Regions from separate parts of the Hordeum vulgare genome. Here region 1 is linked to region 2. Evidence: chromatin contacts called from public Hi-C data. All regions are on one chromosome and are shown on one strand. The core of a region is the stretch at or near the end of the contact, and the rest is flanking DNA. Distances in the headings are between cores, read along the strand shown.

Region 1 (5,808 bases), core at 2,181-4,680, 890 kb before region 2:
ATATGTCCTCATGATCATATCTTGAACCATATTTTTAACTGCTTATTCAAAATTTGAACCATATTTGCACAACGCATTAGATTTTCTTCTCATCAAAATTACTCACACAATTCCACTATGCTGCAATAATCCCTTACCACAAGCTAAAGGTGCAACGAAACCAAATGTCTTTTGATGAAGATACAAGAGCAATGGAACCAAATGGCTGATTGAGTTCAGGACATCGTGATTACAATCAATGAATTGAGATTTTCCATTTTGACAGCTCTGCCAGAAACCTTACTAAGAGCCCTAGGACACACTGCTCATCAAAACTACACTCATTTGAATTGATGGTAAACCAAATGGTTGAACAGATGATGCATTTCAAGCATCGGTTTTGGAACGTTGCTGATCGTGTTCAGTAAATCGTGACGTGCATACCATCTCCATCAATGAACTGAGATTATCATATGAAGATCCACCCTTTTCGATAGCTCTGCCACAGACCTCTTTCCACTGAAGGGCACGCCTCCTTATTGCCTTGGTATCGGCTTCATCGCAGGCCATGAGCCTCTTAACTGCCCTTGCAATGTCCTGACTCCCAATCAGGCCATCCTTATCGGCCCATTTCCGCAGGGCCAGTCCAACCTTCCAGTCTTGAACAATTAGACGACCATTAATGGGTTGATCAAAGAACAGTGGTAGAGCAAGCATAGGCACACCAGCAAAGACAGCTTCAAGCGTCGAGTTCATTCCACAATGTGTCAGGAAGCCTCCAACAGAAGGATGGCACAGAACCTTCAACTGATCACACCACGCCACTATCATGCCCCTGTCGGTGTCGCCGACAAGTTCTCGCACCCGGGAAGCCTTTTCACGGAGAATCCATAAGAACCTGAAACCGCTTAATGCCAGGCCCAATGCAATCTCATCAAGCTGGGAGGCTGACACAGAGAGGAAGCTGCCGAGGGAGACGTATAGCACTGAGTTCGCAGGCTGAGAGTCCAACCAGGTGAAGCAGTCTCCTGGACTGGTGGTAACTTCTCCATTGCACTTGGAATGCTGGTCTTCCAGGGCCATGTGGGGAATACAGGGCCCAACTGGGAGAACAGGACATGGGAGTGCTGATCTTAGGGAGTTGATGACACCGGCTTCGAGCTCGTACATAGTGGTGAATAGGAGGCATTGCGCGCTCTTAATGCTAGAGACAGCTGCTAGTACATGGTTTACTGTTCTCTTGTTGTGAATTAAGGGCTCCAGATCAGATAAGGTTACTGAACTTGAAGCAAAGCCTGAAATATAGTGCTCAACTCTCTGATCAGATTTATCTGCATAAAAGAAAGGATGACTGAGCAATGCTGCAAGCTGCCATGTTTATTATTGAGATGAACAAACTATATCCACTATAATAATGACTATAAAAAAGTAACACATATGGTATACCAATTTCTCAAGCTTGATCTATGCTCAGTTCTGGCTATTTGGGACTGTCTATAACAAAAAACCTGCATGTAGAATATGATAGCATGTGCTACAAACAAATAGACAGGCAGATTTTTTCACGATTTTGACCCATGGGATGAAAGTATTGCACGGAATGAACTCTGATTGAAACCATTTCACGATCTGACCTTTTTTTAAACGCCAGAGCCCGTGGCGTTGCAGACGCACATAGAAACGCCAGTCTAATGTGGCGTTGCAAACCCACTCAAACGCCAGTCTAATGTGGCGTTGCAGACCCACTCAAACGCCAGTCTAATGTGGCGTTGCAGGCCACGCGTGAAACGCCATGGTCCATGGCGTTTCAGCAGTACACATGTTGCTGGCAGCATGCCGTGGGCTGGCTGGATGTCGTCGCTGCGTTCCATAGTGGGTCTGCAACGCCAGCACTGTTGGCGTTTCACAATGGGCCTGCAACGCCACATTAGACTGGCGTTGCAAGAAAGAAAAAACGTCACGGTAGACAGGCGTGTCACTGTTGGGCAGCAACGCCAGCACTGTTGGCGTTTCACAGTGGGTCTGCAACGCCACTTTAGACTGGCGTTGCAAAAAAAAAAAACGCCACGGTAGACAGGCGTGTCACTGTAGGGCAGCAACGCCATGATAGACAGGCATTGCATAGTGGGGCAGCAACGCCACGGCTTGTGGCGTTTCTAAAAGGGTCAGATCGTGAAATGCTTTCAAATCTGGTTCATTTTGTGCTCATGTTTAGAAAAAAGGTTAAAACAGTGAAAAAATCCTAGACAGGCCCACTTCAAAGTTACATGTGATCATTTGCATAAAGGTTTTCATGTTTGGCAAGGCAATGTTTATTGGCCACGCTCCGCGTCAGTCGGTCCTTTGCACATGCAGCTGCCTACACCGTATCCTGTCACTTGAAATACGTCGGGATGTGCACATAAATAATGGAGCAGTCAAACAATGGCACTTGAATCAGTGAAATGTTATATATTTTTGGCAGAGTTATCAAGGACCCTAGTTCATGAACATTAACATGTAAATCAGATAGTACATTCAAACGCAACACATGATAGATGCAACAGCCAATAAATGGAATGAAATGTTGTTTGGTTCCTCAATCTGTAACGCTGATGGTTCAGCAATCGGGAGCATCATTATCCTATCAGTAGCGTTAATGGTCCAGTAATCAGGAGCGTTATCAGCATATCAGAAATGCTTGGACCCCTTTTTCCTTTTTTTTTTCTTGAAAAATTCTTGGAGGAGGAACCTGACCTGCGGTAGCACCGGCGGCCGCGGCGTGCTCCCCGACGAGGCACGGCGGGAGGGAGTCGAAGTGGTAGTAGGCGGCGAAGAAGGAGGCGGGCATGGGGAAGAGCGAGCAGACCGGGACGCCCCTCCGGTCGCCGACGCCCACGACCCAGGACACGTAGCTGTCGGCCAGGAGCGCCGCGACCTCCCCCTCCTCTTCCCGGAGACGGTCGAGAAGGCGCTCGAAGGGCGCCTCCATCTCGGCGGCGACGGCGTCGAGGAAGCCCGCGTGGTCGGACGCCCGGCCGTGCTCGGAGGGGATGACGTTGGGGATAGCGCGCAGGCGGACGCCGGGCGGCGGCGGGGCGGAGGTGCGGAGCAGGCCGAGCCACTCCTCGGTGACGACGAAGGTGACCGCGGCGCCGCGCGCGGCGAGGAGGTGGGACAGGTTCATCATGGAGTTGACGTGGCCCCGGCCGGGGAACGGCACCGCCACAATGTGGCAGCGGCACGGCTCATCCGCGACGGCGGCCATCTGGTGGCGAGTGTGTGCCTGTGTGGCTCTGTTTGCCGCGGCTGCAGAGGATGTTGTCGAGTGTGCTGAGCGCGCCGTGCGGTCTGCGGTGAGTCTGTGCTCGTGTTTAACCGCCAACTTGGGCCGGGAGGAATCTCTTCTCTGCCCACATGTCACAATTTTTTTCCTTTTCTTTTCACCGGTCCGCATCTCTAGCGTGGTGTTAGGTCATGTACAGCCATAACCCTTCTATCCATCTCAAACCCCACGCAAATTGACCGGCCACTCATTGTTCGTAAAAAAAAAATTCAATCGAACCGACACCCTTTCATATGGAGTTTAAATATGGTGTGGATATAAAGGAGCCCGGGTGCGATCGGACGCGTCCGTCACGTGGCCTAACGACATGGCCTTACATGGACTCGTTCTGAAACCCAAAGGTCTGACTGGCGCCTCGTTCGTTGTCACGGTATGAACGTTGTGTGACGTCGCTCTGGCTCTCCGCCCGAGGCCATAGCCGACCATTTAAGTCGGCCGACGTCCCCCAGTCCTAGCACATCCACCTCCTGATAGGGATATGTATCTAGGATAAGGCCATAGGCCTCACCTATAGGCCCTACCCAAGTGCACAACATTAAGGACTTAAAGATTTCAAGGAAGATTTCGACTGACTCGCTATGAGTCACTCGGTAGAGCATCCATTTAGAGATTTTCCACTCGGCAGAAGACTTCCACTAGAAAGAATATGAAGCCAGTCGACCGCAGAAGTTCAGAAGTCACTCGAGGGAGGCCAAGGGCAGGCATTCGGCTGGTCATCATAAGTAACATTTATTACGTACGTTATCAGTAACGCACACCTTTGTCTTCATTACTCGAACCCTTGGTCGTGTGGGACTTGATGAGGGGTAGCACACCCTATATAAGCCACCCCTCCCCTCTGGCACAAGGGTTCGCACCCACTGAGATGTAGGGTTGTTACCTCCACGAGAGGGGCCTGAACTCATACATCGTGCGTACAAGCTTGCCGTAGCTAGGACTCTGCCCTCCCCTTTCATATCCCTCACCTCCACTGTCAGGTTCATTCACACGACAGTTGGCGCCCACCGTGGTGCAGACGTCTAAGCAACTTCCGGCAAGTTTGCAATTTTCATTTTCCGTCATGTATTCCGGCGGCGATTCGTTCTTGGGCCGCGAGATCCGTTTTGGCGTGCTCGTCTTCGTTGCCGATGACTCAGCGTGGCTTCAGGAGGCGCCTCTCGACGTTGAGGCGCTCCCGATCCGCTAGGCAACGCACCTCCGTGCAAGTTCTTGCGGCGTTCTCCTTCGGCAACCATCGACCCCGGTGTCGACTGTTCGCCCCGCTGCTCGTCGCCACAAGCGATCCGGTCGCTCGCGACTCCAGCGATGGGTGAAACACGCGGTGGCTCGCAAGGCATCGTCTCCGCAGATTGCGGCAATCGAGCCCGCCGAATCACTTTGCGGTGCGTTCGACTCGGTGTTAGATCAGTTTGATGTTCCTTCCGAGTGCGAGAGTTGTGATCCTGCAACGGAGGTCTTCATGGCGGGTTCTATGGAGAGCCCGCCTGGGTTCGGTCGCACCGGGCGTGAGGCTAGAGAACCGTCGAGTGGACACGCCCGCCAAGGTCCTCGAGCTTCCAGTCGGCGTCAACAACAATTGTTTCCGAGTGGACCACAAAACAATGTCGAGGTATGCGACCCCGTAATTGTCGACCCATACAAGCTGCCTGGACGCTCTGTTCAGGAACACGACATCCTATTTACATGCTTGGGGGCAACGAAAGATGGGGATGTGAAGTTGCTTATGAGGGTGGCAAACTGGGTGATCCTTAGACTGGACATTGCGCAGGAGCGGCGTGTCCTTGAGAGGCCCGAACTGTGGCTACGACGTACCTTCAAGCTTGCTCTGCTAGGTCTGGTCGCCCTGGAACACACCATCGACCGCCAAAGGTCTCGATTGAGATGGCTATAGGAAGGCAACGCGAACACGAAGCTGTTTCAAGCACTCGCTAATGGCCGCAGGTCCAAGAACTTCATCACACACGTCAAATGCGACGACGTGATTATCACGAACCAAAAGCTAAAAGAAGAGGCCTTCTTCGAGGCCTATGACAACCTCTTCGGCAATGAACAGGGAAGAAGGCATACCCTTGACCTATAGTTTTGGGGCATATAGTCACACATCTTGAGCGACCTCGAAGAGATGATCTCGGAGGAGGAGGTTTGGGGAGTGATCAAGGAGCGACCTCGAAGAGATGATCAGGGGCTGCGGGTCCGGGAGGCTTCATTGGTGCATTCTATCAGAGAGCATGGCCCATCATCAAGAGCGATGTGATGGCGGTCATCCTCAAGCTACATGGTGGCGACGGCCGCAGATTTACGAAGCTAAACCAGGCGCACATTGTCCTTATCCCCAAGAAGCCAGATGCTGAAGAGATTGGTGACTACCACCCCATAAGCTTACCTCACAACATCCCAAAGCTGTTTGCAAAGGTGTTGGAAAACCGGCTACGGAGGCGCATGAAGGAGATCGTTGGAAACAACCAACCAGCTTTCATCAAGGGAAGACACATACACGACAACTT
Region 2 (5,906 bases), core at 876-3,375:
ATATTTTTAAGAAAATCGTTAAATTTTCTAGAAGTTTTATGATTTTTGTACTATCAAAAAATAAATTTAGATTTTAAATGTGATTTTATAAACATGAAAATTTATAAAATTGTGCATATGTTTTTTGATATATGTGTTTTAGAAAACTTTTTAAGGAAAACAAAACCAAAAAATAGAAAATAAAAAATAATAGAAAGATAAGAAATGGATAATAGCCAGTGGATAAAACAACAACAACACAAAAAAATCCGATCTAGAACCTTCATAATACAAAGGAAAAAACAGATCCGGAACCTTGCTAAAACTGGAATTTAACTGGGCCATACCGATACCTTGCTCACTCGCATTTGCGTGTCTTATAAATCCGAATTTAGTCTATATATATATATATATATATATATATATATATATATATATATATATATATATATATATATATATATATATATATATATATATATATATATATATTACCAATCGTAGTGTGGTTTCTGTCCGAAATAAAAATGACCGTTCGACGTCTGTAGCAATTATACACCTGTATTTGAACCGAACCGACAATCCAAACGCGCCCTCAGCATATTTTCGGGGCGAGCTACAAATAGGAATTACTGCAAAATCATCAGTAGCCTTTTTTAGACAAAGTCATCACTAGGTAGAGAGCTTCCGTGCAGGGCTCGCACACAAACAGACGGTCCATTACCAGGCCATGAGGAACGTAAAAAAAGTGTAACAAACAAAAAATAGTGAAGCTAGTTGGAATCGAGCCCGCGACCTTCCGCTGGATACTCGCGTAGCCAACGCAAATACATGGCTGGCTTCTAGTACTATGCGCGAAGGCAGATCCATGTTTGGGACTGCTTTGTTCCAGAAAATTCAGCTGCGTTCTAGAAAACGTAAGCCAAACGGGATAGCTTCATGATATACCGCTCTGTAAAAAAACTAGAATCTCGGGTCCAACTTCTTGTTTTTTGTGAAGCTTCCTAGGAAGTGCTTCATTAAATTATAGAAGCTGGAGTTGGAAGAAAATTACCCACCACTGTCATCAGTAAGTGGATACCCCTTCGTTTCTTATCTCTCATCCAATCAAATAGATCATTTTTACCAAATTTTCCATCCGTGAAGCTGGAGCTAAATGAGAGCCAAACATTCTCTTGAAATGGTTGCAACTTCTATATAAAACTGCTCTAAAGTGAATTTGGTGAAGCGGAGCTGATTTTGATGGACTACGTAAAAATTAATAATGTCTTCCTGAACAAATTTCGAAACTCAAACTAACTTTTAAAAGGTGAATAATTATTGAAACAAAAACAAAAATTTACTGATTTTATACATAAGATGAATGATTTTTAAATACACATTGACACTTTTGAGATATATGATAAACAATTTCGAAATACACAGTGAACTTTTTTGTGATATATGCTGAAAATTTTTTAAAATGTATTGACATTTTTGTAATATATGATGAACATTTTGAAAACAATATGAGTATATGTGTTGAACATTTTTTAATACACATTGAAGATTTTGTAATATGCGTTCAACAATTTCGAATACACACTGAACATTTTTGTAATATACGATGAATATTTTTGTAAAATATATGAATATATGCGTTGAACATTTTCTAATACATACTGAACATTTTTTAATATGCTTTGAGAATTTTGGAATACACAGTAAACATCTTTGTAACATACATTTAATTTTTTTGAAAACACAGTGTTTAAATATTCATCAACCAATTTCTATTATACAATGAAGATTTTTATAATGCATGCTCAAACTTTGTAAAATACTGTGAACATTTACTTAACATACTATGACCATTTGTATAACACAGAATATTTTGTATAATATAGGAAAAGTAAAATAACATAATATAGAAAGTAAAGAAGGAGAAGAAAATAAATGGAAACATAAAAAAGGAAAACAAAATAAAAAAGAAAAAGAAAAAGAAAACAAAAAGAAAAATAAAAAGAAAAGAAAAAAGGAAAAGAAAAATAAAATGACAGAAAAGAAACAGAGAGTAAAGAAGCAGCAAAGGACCAGCGAAACAACATTGGGCCGACGCATAAAAGGGCATCGCGAGGCGAAGCTTCAGAGGAGGTCCGCAATTTTAACGCATACGAGTGTCAAATAGGAATCGCCCACTAGGTAGTAGGGTGGCAGTTTCATTGGGCAGGCTGCTCATTGGGCTGGAAAGATTTTTGGTCCAGTTAAAGACTAAAATCCCAAATTCATCATTTTTTGAAGTTCAGCACGAAATGTTCCCATTCTGAACATTTTTCAGAATTTTGTAAAGCCGGTCCTGAGTTCGTATGATGGACATATATTTTTTGGTTATTTTAGTTTTGACTAAAATAGTTAGTTCAATTGTTGTGGATTTCTTTTTAGCGTGGAACTCTTTGAGGCTTGACGAAGGACCATCTCTAGTTTCGAGTAGCTAGATCCTATTCCCCTCGTAGGTCGGGGAATAGCGACAAATCGTCTACCCCTAGGCACCTTGTCATGTGCATGGGCCGCCCCATTCCGGGATTTTTCATACCAGTTTTATGAAAATCGGTGTGGCTAAATTTCGTGTTTTGATTTTTTTTTTAAAGTTGATCCAGAACGGGTATAACAACGCTGTCAATAACCCTGCTGATATGTTTGCACGCCTTATCGTAAAAAAATTAAGTATCGGACACAATGTGTGTTCACACCTATCGCCGGACACCTTGACGGTAGGGCTGTACAGGCTACCGTCAGCATATTTGGCGGTAGGGATACGTCGCGCTGACGTGGATAAGTTTTCTATCGTTAGGGACCTTGACGGTAGGCTGTTATACCCTATCGCCAACGACCCCGGTGGTAGGAAATAGTCAAATCTCATTTTTACAAAATAAGGTCAAATCTGGATCAAATTTTAGAAAAGGATCAAAACATAAAATTGTGTCCTGGATCAACTTTCAGAAAAGGATCAAAACACAAAATTATGTCGTTTGATTTACATGATGTTAGCTCGCCCATAAGAAATGATCATTTTCTTTACCGTTCTGCTGTCCCTTTCTGGACCCAAAGTTTATGTTGCCTTTCTCCGAAGGGAAGTACGTATGCAGTAGGGGTCGCTCACTTTGCCCTTATCTCAGTGTCTGCCCGAAAAGCCCGGCCTTTCTTGAAATGATGAATCCAAACTTTTCTCCGGCTAACCACTAGAGACAGCCTCTTGTGTTACACCAAAAGTCGATGTACAACTTGTACAATGCATAATGATGGCTAGGAAAAGTCCTGCAGCTTCAGATGGCCGTCCCTTATCCACCAATAGGGAGGATCCTGCCCACCGGAAGGTACTTTTTTGCTCATCTTGTTTCAAAAGGAATAACCTTAATCATCAGCTTAATAACAAATAACAAAGCCCTATCTTGGTAATATGCTCCCATCAACTTCCCTCCAGTGCAAGCTACATGCATTATTGCGAAAGACAATGCTGTCCCAACCACAGAAACCCAAACAAAATCTACTTGACTTGACACTGCCAAACCGTGCGCATTATCCACGGACAAAAGGTTGGAGTACCAACCAAGGGAAATGGCGTGTACTCCCTGATCGGAGGGAGCAGTAGTTTTCTCAAAGACACCTGAGTCCAGCATCCTATCTCGTTATCACGTCGGCCAGAACGAAGGGCGGTGTAAGGCTAACTTCAACTTACGATTTCAAATAGGGGACTGATATTGCGCCGGCGCGCCGGCTCAAACTTTCGGCCGGCCGCGCGCGAGCCGTAGGATCCACTAATCCCGCATCGTCCGCACCGTTGGATCCGCATGCAACATTTTTCCCCTATGCAGCAAAATTTTAATGTGATGCAACAATTTTTTCAACGGTTGCAACAAAAAACAAAATTTGTAGCAAAAAAATTATCTAGAAGCAAAAAAACGAAGCTGATGGTGCGTGCTAGCAAAAGTCAAACGTCGGTTGTAGCAAATATTTACGTGACGTGTATGCAACTTTTTTAATGAACGGTTACAGCAAAACATGATGCCGCTTGTAGCAAAAATTAACACGGTTGTAGCAAAAGTAAAAAAACATCGATTGTAACGAAAAATCCGACGAACTCGAGTTGCAACCAAACGTATATGCAGTTTTTTTACTGGGGCAAAAAATAGTAAAAAAACGCTTGCAGCAAATATGAAGCTGGTTGCAACATATTTAGACGAAAAATGTTGCATCCACTGACAAGCGAAGCACGCGGATGACAAAAATGTTGTATGGGTCCACGCGCGCGAGGGGGCGACCGGCGCATCGGTTCGGCCTGCGCGCGGGTGGGAAACGATTCCCTTTCAAATATATATCCATTTTATCTAGACTAGCAAAATGGCCCGCGCGTTGCCACGGAAGAAAAAAACATAATCTTCAATGATGGTGATCACATTGTGTTCATATATCATCGATTGATTTAGAAATTTTGTGCCCAAACGCAAGAAAACGTTTCTTCTTTTAAATTTATTTACAAGTTGAAGCAATCTTTACATTTTAAAAAAATATATATCATGGTTGTCAAAAATCTTGGTAACTCAAAGTTTTATTCTGAATTTCAAGAATTTTTTTAAAAAAACATACAATAATAATTCGATCCATCCAACAGTTAATTCTTCAAAATTCACACAGGTATATTGTTACAAAGACTTAGAAGCATTAATATTTAACTACATACATTAGATCTTTCGTGAACATTTTTACAAATATGGGAACGATTTTAAAATCGAGAACATTTTTTACAATTTACAAACATTTACTAAAAATTGAATATTTTTATATTTCGAACGGGTTTAAATATTTTCTTTTGAATTGACCACCAATTCAAGAAAAGACGAACATAATTTTTGATGTTGGAGGATTTTATTTTAAATTCACAAACATTTTTTGAAATGCATGAAGTTTTTCTGAATAAACAAATATTTTTGTAAATCAGTAATGTATTTATTAAATTCATGGACATTGTTTTGGAATTTGCAAAAAAATATAAAAATTCGGCGCTTTTTTTGAATCCTATTTTTAATTCAAAATAAAAATTCTTCAGCATTTTAATCCAAATTCCTATTTTTTAATATGCAAAAGTTTTTGTAATTCTAAATTATTTAAATTATAAATAAACAAAAATTGAACGGAAAATTTTAAATAAAATAAAGAAACTATCAAAACATGCATTAGCTATTTTTAAAATTTTAGGACATATTTTGAATAAGAAAGCATTTTGTTAAATGCATTTAATACTTTTTAGTACATGGAATTGTATTTGAGATCATGGACTATTCTTATTGTACAAACATTTTTATAAAATTGCAAACATTTTATTGTATATGCGAGCAATTTTTTACAAAACTCCGAACAGTTTTTGAAGTCACAAACATTTTAATTTTTTAAATATATTGATTTATAATTTTCAGTTTATTAAAATTTTAAAGATTATTTAAAGTTTTAAATTATTTAAAATAAAAAAATAAAACGGAACTGAAAATAAATAAACGGAACTAAAAGCAGGCGCCTGTGCATGGGCCGGCCCATATGGTGTGCTGGATATTCTCCCAGCATGCAGAGCGTAATATAGGAGGTTTTTACATGGACCAGCCCAGTTTAAAAAATTTCGCTTTATGAAACGTTTTCTATTACTTACTGGTGGCATGGTGGGTAATTTATGCAAACTTTAGAGGTAATTTTCAAGACGGACGACCAGAAACCGAATTTGCTTTATTATTAGGGAGAGATTTTGTTCGTTTCGGTATATGGTATTAGGGCGCCGGCCGTCTGGATGCGCCGGTCGTGCATCTTACCTGCTCATGCATCTGGTCCGCCACGGCTGGTGGCCCTATGTAAACTATGCCTATTCTAAATAGTTTTAATAACTAAATAAATTAAACATTGCA

Evidence for each region. A called contact is a pair of places that touch in the nucleus more often than the background predicts.
Region 1: a Hi-C map of leaf shows a contact between it and region 2, with 6 times the contacts expected there. The contact joins the promoter of LOC123444638 here to the enhancer-like site in region 2. A contact is called at or near these places in 2 of 6 Hi-C or Micro-C datasets (leaf and seedling).

The regions. Positions count from the first base shown.
Region 1 is chr3H:520,092,964-520,098,771 of MorexV3_pseudomolecules_assembly, reverse strand. It overlaps LOC123444638 (UDP-glycosyltransferase 87A2-like), which reads right to left and starts at 3,430. Exons shown (of 2, transcript XM_045121425.1): 1 at 2,716-3,430; 2 at 82-1,310. The coding sequence starts at 3,415. The coding sequence ends at 367.
Region 2 is chr3H:519,196,625-519,202,530 of MorexV3_pseudomolecules_assembly, reverse strand. No RefSeq gene overlaps it. Among protein-coding and RNA genes, the nearest start is that of LOC123441954, 26 kb to the left of the region's middle. Within about 2 kb of position 2,125, at least 2 of the 3 cell types and tissues checked have open chromatin away from gene starts, as enhancers often do. A contact at or near this core is called in leaf and seedling, where this site is marked.